Regions from separate parts of the Sus scrofa genome. Here region 2 is linked to region 1. Evidence: chromatin contacts called from public HiChIP or PLAC-seq data. All regions are on one chromosome and are shown on one strand. The core of a region is the stretch at or near the end of the contact, and the rest is flanking DNA. Distances in the headings are between cores, read along the strand shown. Region 1 holds the start of CEP97 (centrosomal protein of 97 kDa). Region 2 holds the start of SENP7 (sentrin-specific protease 7).

Region 1 (4,874 bases), core at 685-3,184:
CTCCTCAAGTACCTTCTGGACTTTCAGGATTCCCCTCCCAAGTCATTACACTACAAAACTGGAGAGAACTGTAAACCCTTTCTCCCTCCCTGAACTACAGATTCAATCCCCACCAGCTGTTTCAAGAAACAAAGGTTAGTAGGAGATAGTATTCAGGCTTGCTTCGTACTTACACCTATGTAGTCAGACTATGCATTTTAGGTAAGGGGTCTCTTGGTTAGAAGAAAAAAAATTTTTAGTCTTTTTTTTCCCCCACATATAATGATTTTCATTTTTTCCATTATAGCTGGTTTACAATGTTCTGTCAATTTTTCACTGTACAGCAAGGTGACCCAGTCACACATACATATATATACATTCTTTTTTCTCACATTATCATCATGCTCCATCATAAGTAAGTAGACATAGTTCCCAGTGCTATATAGCAGGATCTCATTGCTTATCCATTCCAAAGGCAATAATCTGCATCTATTAACCTCGAGTTCCTAATCCATCCCACTCTCTCCCCCTTGGCAATCACAAGTCCATGATTTTCTTTTCTGTGAAAAGGTTCATTTGTGCCTTATATTAGAGTTCAGATATAAGTGATATCATATGGTATTTGTCTTTCTCTTTCTGACTTACTTCACTCAGTATGAGAGTCTCTAGTTCCATCCATGTTGCTGCAAATAGCATTATTTTGTTCTTTTTTATGGCTGGTGTATATATACACCACATCTTCTTAATCCAAACATCTGTTGATGGACGTTTGGGTTGTTTCCATATCTTGGCTGTTGTGAACAGAGCTGCAGTGAATGTGCGGGTGCATGTGTAAAAGTTTCTAGTCTTTATTCTCTCATCAGAACTAGGAAATTTGTTTTCAGACCAAATCAGTGGGAAACATATTAAAAAAGAAAAAAAGAGTTAAGGCAGTGTGTAATTAGTAGGAGGAGGACCCAGGAAGGGGGGAATGCACACAGAATCAATTGCCTGGAAATCTAAAAGTGTGAGTTACTGGATTTTCCCAAACAGAAATTATCAGAGATTTTGGATACTGCTGTTTCAGAAAGAGGGAAATTCAGAATAAAAGTTGCAAGATGGAATGGAAGAGTGAGTGGTAGAAACTGAAAGCTCTCCTCCTCCATTCTGGGATGCTACCAGGTTAATCTCTCACTTCCTGTGAGCACAGCTTCATTATCACCTGCCTCCACCTGCAGCCTGTGCTGTCTTTTCATTTCTCTTTGAAGTGTCGGAGTCTACCCATCTTTTAAGCGTTAGCCGCCCATTTCAGTTCCCATTTCAAGTCTTTTCTGAAGATTAGTTTTCATTTCTTTCTCCAGCCCCTGAAATCTTACTGAGTTCGTAGCTACATTTACACTAGTTAGCGCATAAAGCTATATCACAAGTATAAACCTACTCTCCTCCAGCTAAGCAGTGTAATTTTTGATTTTGTATACTGTACACTTATTTTGTATAATCTGGAAATAGTCTGGGTTTACACTTACTAAATATACTCCCAGGCCTAAAGTTCTGTTAAATATTGGAGGAACAACCATTTAAAAATACTTTATAAAAACTTCTATCCCAGCATTCTTTAACTATATTTTCAAATAAAATATATCTACTTTGACTAATCTCAACAAAATCGCCTGTAGTGGAATTCAACGCTTTTAACTTATTCAGAATTGCCAAAAGAAGGGACAGCCCCCATTATCGGAAGTCTCTAGCAATGAGTTTTCAAATGCGATCTGCATTCGGTAGCAGATGGTAAAAGTGTCCAATTTCGAAAACACCTACAAAAAGGAGTGAAACTATCATTTAACATCTGTTCGCTTGTAGCCAAATAAGCGAGTTGACCAGGATTCCTAAACCCACTGCGGCTCAGTTTCTAACACACGTTTTGCGTCATTAGGCGTAGGGAGCCAATTGGGCCGTTTGGGTGCCGTGCATCCTGGGAGCTGTAGTTCCGGGGGGGGGTGTCCCTCCTCCAGACTACAAGCTCCATCGAGCAGCAGGAGGACGGTTGCTTGGTGTAATTAGCAAGCGGGAAGTATGGCGGTGGCGCGCATCGACGCGGCTTTGCCTCCTGGAGAAGGTAAGGCGACCGTCACCTCTGTGTCCCCAGGTTTACTCCATGGAACTGAATTAAATAGTTGCTTGACGGAAGGAATAAGACTGGGTATAGGGGTGCAGTTCTTGTCCAGTTCTTTTGATGCGGGGCTGCGGGCATCGCCGAGGCGCGCTACCCTCTGGGAGTTGTAGTCTCCTGGGCGCTGCCTGGCTCTCCAGTGTCGCGGCTAGGGCCAAGTGGGGGGACTACAAGCCCCCAGGGACCTTCGCGCTACTGGACGCCGCGGGTCCCGCGCTGCTGAGGATGCTTGGATGATGGGTTTCTGGCCGCGATGACCTTTCTTGGATGTTTACTTTGAGTTCTGGGTTCCCAAGTGAAAACTGCAGAGTCCCCCCTTTCCCTTGGATCCCTAAAATTTTCAAGAAAAATCTCTAACACAGCTCCCTAGATTGACGTTGGACCTTTTCTTGGGAAGTGTCTCGTGGCCGTGATAAAATCTGGGGGTTATTCAGAGCCCACAGTTCTCCACCCCTTGTTCTGTATATGTGGTCCTGGGACCTGGTTTGGTGGCTGCTGAGGAGAGCGCGGGGCGTGGGTGATTCCGTAGGTGCTGCGTGAGCCAGCTTCTTTGTTTTGGTTACAGCTGAGGCTCTGGGTCGGGGGCAGGTTGGAGGGTCGAGACTAGTCTCCACCGCCCAGATCAGGGCCTTATTTGGGAGGGAGGTTCTAAGAGGTCTTTCGGCCCTTTGAATTGTGTGCAAAAGCTATTCATTTTTCTGGGACGGTATATAGCTTTCACTAAATTCTCAGAACGGAATGACACTTCCTCTCCTACCTTCCCCCAAATGCTAGAAACCATTAGACAATGGAAAAACGTTGCAACTCTTCAGGAGAGCAACCTTGTATAGTTATTTCCCTCAGTAATCTTAATCTGGGTATAATTTGATATTGGTAGTTTCTCTGGCCCTTCCACCCTCTGATATCTGCATCTCTTAAATTCCCCTCACCAGCCCACCATGGCAGTTTACTGATAATCATAATAGTAACATTTATAGAGCACTTTTTAAATGAGCCAGACTATGTTCTGAGTGCCTTTTTTTTTTTTTTAAACATTATCTCATTTTCTCTGTGGAAGGTTATAAGCCAGAACCAGCTATAATGGAAAAAAAATAAAAATCATTATATTAAAAAAACCCCAAACATTATAAGCCAGGTATTATTATCATCCCTATTTTATAGAGTAGAAGAGCGAGCCCAAAAGATATCAGTAACTTGCCCAGGATATCACAGTATTTAGCTAGGGGAGCTAGGATCTGAAGGTCCGTTATATATACTAAATTATTTTATTGAATATTGTGTACCAGGAATGAGGCTAAATACTGTTCATATGGTTTCTCCTTTCATCTTCACATCAATTTAATGAATTAGGTATATTATTACCATCCTGTAGATAAATTTACTTTTATTTTCAAAATAGTTTGAGCACTTTAGGATATACTGGTAGGTTGTAAGCAGGTTGGTCTCTATCAAAAGATTAGTTACATTTTAAAAATACTGTCATTATTTAGGTACAGAATAGAGAAGTGATAGTTCCCATTTAAATGTGAAGAATTCCCAAATATAGAAACTTGAGTATCACAGATCTAGATATGATTTGATATTTCTGAGGGAAAGTGAATAATTTCAGTCTACAGTCATTGAGAAATCATTTGTTTTAGTTTTTCAACGATATTTATTATGCTCTGGTGTTTTCTAACTCTAAATGTGTAAGATTTTATGAGTATAATTTTATCCCTATGCTCAGCTCTTGTATTTGTGTTTTCTAACAGTTTCTCTTCTCTTTTCAAGGATCAGTGGTCAATTGGTCAGGGCAGGGGCTACAGAAATTAAGTCCAAACTTACCCTGTGAAGTTGATATTCATACTTTGATTCTGGATAAAAATCAGATTATTAAATTAGAAAATCTTGAGAAATACAAACGATTAATACAGGTAGGTATTGCTATGTGGAGAAAATAGTTACATGACTAGCTTATTCTTACAGAAAATGAAACAATCATATAACAAAAAGTAACTCTGCAAGCCTGGAAAGCAGTAAATGTTGCCTTACATTTAAAAAAATATTAGTAACTGTAATAAATTTATTTAGTAAATAAAATAATTTAATGAAAAATAAAAAATTTTTACATGACATGCTTATTACATAATTTTTTTTTTTTTTTTGTCTTTTTACCTTTTCTAGGGCCGCTCCCACGGCATGTGGAGGTTCCCAGGCTAGGGGTCCAATCGGAGCTGTAGCTGCCGGCCTACAACGCAGCCAGAGCAACATGGGATCTGAGCTGCGTCTGCAACCCATACCACAACTCACGGCAACGGATCCTTAACCCACTGAGCAAGGCCAGGGATCAAACCCACAGTGGTTCCTAGTCGGATTTGTTAACCACTGAGCCACGATGGGAACTCCTTTGCAGAATGATTTTTAAACTTCTGAAGATGAATATATATTTGCTACATTTAAAGTAGACTAGGAAAAAAAAAGCATTTGTTAAAAAAACAGGTTGGGCATTGGGAACTATGTTTAGTCACTTATGATAGTGCATGATAATGTGAGAAAAAAGAATGTATATATGTATGTGTGACTGGGTCACCTTGCTGTACAGTGAAAAATTGACAGAACACTAAACCAGCTATAATGGAAAAAAATAAAAATCATTAAATAAAAGCAAAAAAAAGAAAACAGGTTGGAAAAATACTACTTTTTTTTTTTGTCTTTTTAGGACCACACTCATGGCATATGGAGGTTCCCAGGTTAGGGGTCTAATCAG
Region 2 (5,328 bases), core at 2,480-4,979, 130 kb before region 1:
TTGCTTTCCAAACCTATCAGAGTCCTAATCTGCCAATTGTTTTTTTACCAATGTCTTGACCTGTTTGAAATTAAATATATGTAATTCAAGACTTTTCTCACCCTATACTCTTTTTGTGTGCATTTCTACCCATTCCAATGACTTCAACTAGCATCGCTGGAATAGTTTTATCACTATTAACTGTAGATTCTGATTTTGAAATTCAGTTATGATTCATTAGACTTGATGCAAAACATGCAGACATTACCTGGGCCTACTGAAAAAAGAAAAGTGTTATCATAGGACACTAAATCCTCAAGAAGAAACTAGGGGAGGAGGGGAGAGTTTCAAAATTAAGTTTGAAAAACACTGCATGTTCAGTCACTCTCTTGGGGAAGCAAAATGTACAGCAGCACAGCAAAAGCTCTGAAAAAATTCTGCAGTAAATAAAATTTTTTTATAACCACAGTTGTCACATTTGTCCATGAAACATGTTTTTTCCCAAGTGAGGCTCACTAACATCATATGACAGTGAAAGAGGTTAAAATTATATATTTTGTAATCTGAAAGACCAGGTTTTGAATCCTGGCTCTACCTCTTATTGTATTGCTAACAGTTGCTTACCCTCCCTAAATTTCAGGCTCCTCATCTATCAATCAGAAATAAAAACCACCTCAGAAGGCTTCTAAAAGAATTATAGTGTGTATAAAGTTCTTAGCACACTGTTTTTAGTACCTAAGTACTAAAAAACACATGCATCCTTAACTGCATATAAGAATGAACACAGATTTCAAAGGATATTGCCTGAACAGTTGATAACCTGAAATTTACTTCAACTTTGTTGTTTCAATTCAAAAATTCATTTGAAAATTATGATCTTTGACTCCAATTTATCTGTTATATTTTCGTTGTGGTGGTTGTTAAACGTTTCTCATGGTCATCTCCCAAGAATGACCCATGCATTTAATTATTATTTCATTCAGCTGTCACTAGATCTGTCTTTGGTGCCAAGCATTTTTTTCGTAACCCTATCTAATTCATTGCTTTGATATGCTACCAACCCAGAAGTAAGACATTCATCTTTACTGGGGTTATAAGTAATTTAAACATATAGGTTAAATATAATATAAAGACTTCAGAAGTTTCTCATGAGTCAACTTGAGCATTCTAATTTTGTGATTTTTTTCCTCCCATGTTCAGAGGTGTTTTATGCTTCATTCCTGATTTGTGGCCATATTCCAGAAAAGTAGGGTATTCAGAGTTCTTATGGTTCTACTTATAGAATTTTTCTTTATTAATTCATTAAAAAACAATAATCACATTGCATGTTAACATAACTATTTTAAATAACTATTTTCAAACAATTGAGAAGAACGGCATTATTTTACTTTTTGCAAATCTTTAATGTCTGGGTAAATAAATGATTTCCTCTATATGCTTCTGAATTTAATTTCTTGTAATACATGTCATGCAGCCTCTGGAAAACTCTACAGTACATAGTGGGAGAATAAGAGGAGAAGGAAACGTCTTAAAATTATGAAAAAGTTTGACCTCACAAACCCAAAAGGGTCTCAGGAAACCTAAAGGTCCAGTCCCCAGATCACACCTTAAGAATCAGGGCCTAAAGCAGATACGGCCATGACAAAATCTAGCCAACCCTTACAGTTTATGAATTATGTGAGGGCAGAAATACTTTTTTTGTTTTTTAAGGGCCACCCCCACAGCATATGGAGGTTCCCAGGCTAGAGGTCTAATTGGAGCTACAGCTGCTGGCCTACACCACAGCCACAGCAACGCAGGATCCCAAACACACCTGCTACCTACACCACAGCTCCTGGCTACTCCCGATCCTTAACCCACTGATGGAGGCCAAGAATCAAACCTGCAATCTCATGGTTCCTAGTAGGATTCGTTTCCACTGTGCCATGATGGGAACTCCCAGAAATACTTGTTTTGTGTTTGATTTAAACCAGCTAGAATTGAATTTCCGCTACTTGCAACTAAAAGAGTTCTGAGCAACACACTAGGCAACTCTTTATAGTTCTTCCTTGTTCAAGAGAGAATTTAGGAAAACCTAGTGCAATTTCACAGAGGAAACTTGAGACTTTGTCTTGTTCTCTCTTTCTACTGCATTCTTCCTTCCTTGTACCTCTAACTCAGAATTCTTCCTAACATCTTGCCCCTCCCCCAAAAAAACTGTATTAAGCCAAGATGTAATGCATCTTAAACTTGAGATATGATTATCCCTAAAGTTCTGTTAGGAAGCCCACAAATAACTCCAGATAAGCATTGTGCATTTTCCTGAGGTGTCAATTTTACTTGAAGGTTTTAGAGGAAGAAAAAAGTTTATTAAAACAAACACCAATCTACTGAAGACATACACACGTTTGTGTATATATGTATATATATATATACATAAATTTTGAAAGGCAAAGAATATCTCTAGAATACACACACACGCACACACACACAAATGGTAACATTGGTTGCTTATGAAAAGGAATTACAGATTTTAACTGCTTTAACCTGTGTCCCAGAGATCTCTGTTCCCTCTCCCTTGTGGATAAGGCCAAAAAACATTTGAAATGCACTGTCACAAGGGCACTCCTAAATAAATTTAGAATTGTTAAGACTGCCTATGCAACAATAGACAGCACAGTAAGAAATGAGAAAATGAAATGAAATAAATGATTTATCAAATGTTGGTGTATTAGGCTCTAAGCTTATTAAAGAGCCCTTGTTCCCTCCTCCTCTGGTAGATCCACGGGACTTAGCAGAGAAACTGCGGTAACCTTAATAGATGAGTTCTTTAACAAAAACTTGTTGACTGGAAGGAGCTCTACTTTACGTCTTGCAACTCCAATTTTGTGTTTCTAAGATGAAGTACCCCAAACTGAAGACAGTCATCTAACCCGTAAAGCAATTTCAGAAACGAAAATATGCTGAGAATAAAAACACAACGAAACAAGGCTTCAAATCCTTTGTTCGACTTTTTAATCACTTTCGGGAGAAGGGGGAGACTGGCAAAGTAAAGGTTATTAAGCGGGCCTGCTCAAAAAGACGAGACCCTTGGCAGCATTTAGGAGGAAAGAAGTGTCAATTAGCAAGCCCCGCCTTTCCTTCTTTGCAACCGCTTCTACCTGCCGGGAGGTGAGGGGTGAGAAAGAGGCCAAGTCGAGAATCAAAGAGAGGAAAGCAGGGTCGCGCACTGAGAAGCTCGAAATGAAACAGAAACATTGGTGGAATTAAGAAGGCGTGGCAGGAGAGCGACAAGCCAACCGGGAAGATACGTGGGCCGATGAGACCCAGGCAAGGTGCTCGCGAAAGGAAAGGAAACATGAAAGGGGAGACAGTATGAAGAGCGGCCAAGGCTTTGGTGACAGCTCGGATTGGGTCCGCAACTCGCAGGGGCCCGGGAAAGCCGGGAGCCTTCCATTGTGCGCGCCCTCCACTCCCTCCTCTCCCCTCCCCGCCCCCGCCGGAGCCCAAGCTCTCGCAGCTCCCGGCCGCAGCGCCCGTCGCCGTCTGTGCCTTCCATTTGCCCAAGGTAGAAGACAATATGCTTAGCGCCTCCGACCCTTTCTCACCGGATGAAGATCGCCGTCGCCCGGCTTTCCCCTTGTCCATCTTCTCCTCCTACTGCTAGAGTCGCAGTTGCAGTCGCTGTCACCTCAAGACCCCTCAGGCTGGGGGAGGGAGGGAGAGGGGAGACGGAGGGGAGGGAAAAAAAAAAAAAAAAAAAAAGCCAGGAAAGTGCGAATTGCGCTTGCGCAAAAGTCGTCGCCTGCCCTCAGACCGGAAATTAGCCTCCCCTCCCACCTCCATCCGGAAATCACTTCCTGGGAGTTGTTTTCTCTGCGGGTTACCCGCAAGTGTTTGCTTGGTGGCGCTTTTTTCACTCTCTCTCCCTCTGTGGGAAACTGAGGCTTTTTGCGAGGTTTTAGCCCGAGATCGTAAGGGGTTGTTGACTTTGAAGACTAGGTTGACTAGCAGTTAAAGCGGGGAAACTAAGAATTTCATCACTTCGCTGGATCCCGCGAGGGGATCACAGGAATAGCAGGATAAAGCATTACCCTTTTTGCAGTATTACTTTCCTCAGGACCTCGCCTATATATTTGTCTTCAAGGCGCTTCCTCAAACAAAAAGATTTTAACACCACAAAAATAAGTTGCGTAGCTGTTGATTTAGCAGTTGGAGTGGAAATTAAGTAAGGAGTGAGGAGAAAATATCGCAGTTACAGAAAATATCTCTTTAAATTTAAAGCTCATCATTTTTAAAGTCCTGGAGGGGGCGGAGCTGGGCCTCAGTTTTTTAAAACAAAATGCTGAGATGCCTGAAAGTGGATGGCTGTAAATGAATTTGTTCAAATAACTTTCATTTACAGTTGGTAAGGAAATAACCTGCCTTCAGTGAACTCAACGACTAGTACTTGTAGACTTTTTTTTTAATCCTTTCACAGAGCCCATCAGTTTAAAAAATTGACGTGTTTTATTAGCTATAATGTACACATTTGAATAACGTTTTATGTTTAAGCTTTCATCACAATAAGTTTAACAAAATTAAGCAGAGCGTTCCAGTCAGAGGTAAAACGATACTGGGATGTTACAAGAGTTTTAATATCTGCTCCCCCTCCCCCATTTCTAGGCTGGTAAAGGGACCTGCGCAACTCACCACTAGAGCCCTGGCTCCTTCTTCTTGAGCCATGCATCTGAATTACTGTGTGGCCTGTGCTGAGGTGGAGGTAAGACTCCAGGTGCTAATGCCTATTGGGCTGGGGGGAATGTTTTACTGGGCAGGAATGGCTGAAAAGCAGAAATACTTCCAGGCTTGCCGGGAAGGAAATTCGCTCTAATGATTTCATTTAGAGGCTCAAGTTTCTGTTTAACAAATAAAAACACTGCTTACTGAAAAAAATCTGAATTTTTAGTTTCCTCAAATCAACTTTTTTAATTGACTTATTTAACCCAATCATACTGACTTAGCCAGTATTTTAAAAAACAAATTAATTACAAAATATGGAAATAGAGTTGAGAGATGGGGAGGTTGTAAGTGGGCCTGATCCATTTCCATCCAATCTGACAGCTTCCTTAAAAGTAAGTAGTATTAAAGTTTAGCGGTAAGAAGTGAACCTATGAGAAATGAAATAAGAACTTAATCAAATTATTCGGCTTTCAAATGTGTCATTTAAATTTGTCATTGAACAAAATACAGCATTTCTGTTGTATGGACTTAGTCCATTTTTTTTTCTTTGAATTGGAACTGGTTTTGAATAACACATTTGATGATAAATAACCTTTAAGCTCAAGAATTTGTAATTTGTTTTTAAACGAATACTTTTATTGTTTTAGT

What was found. HiChIP or PLAC-seq counts read pairs in DNA pulled down with a chosen protein or histone mark.
Region 2: an H3K27ac HiChIP or PLAC-seq map of alveolar macrophages shows a contact between it and region 1. The contact joins the promoter of SENP7 here to the promoter of CEP97 in region 1. A contact is called at or near these places in 2 of 2 datasets of contacts at active chromatin or transcription factors (alveolar macrophages and skeletal muscle).

The regions. Positions count from the first base shown.
Region 1 is chr13:157,385,485-157,390,358 of Sscrofa11.1, reverse strand. CEP97 (centrosomal protein of 97 kDa) reads left to right here and starts at 1,934. Exons shown (of 11, transcript XM_021070500.1): 1 at 1,934-2,074; 2 at 3,899-4,041. The coding sequence starts at 2,032.
Region 2 is chr13:157,520,179-157,525,506 of Sscrofa11.1, reverse strand. SENP7 (sentrin-specific protease 7) reads right to left here and starts at 3,729. Exons shown (of 22, transcript XM_013990164.2): 1 at 3,567-3,729. The coding sequence starts at 3,606. It overlaps TRMT10C (mitochondrial ribonuclease P protein 1), which reads left to right and starts at 3,819. Exons shown (of 2, transcript XM_005657119.3): 1 at 3,819-4,720.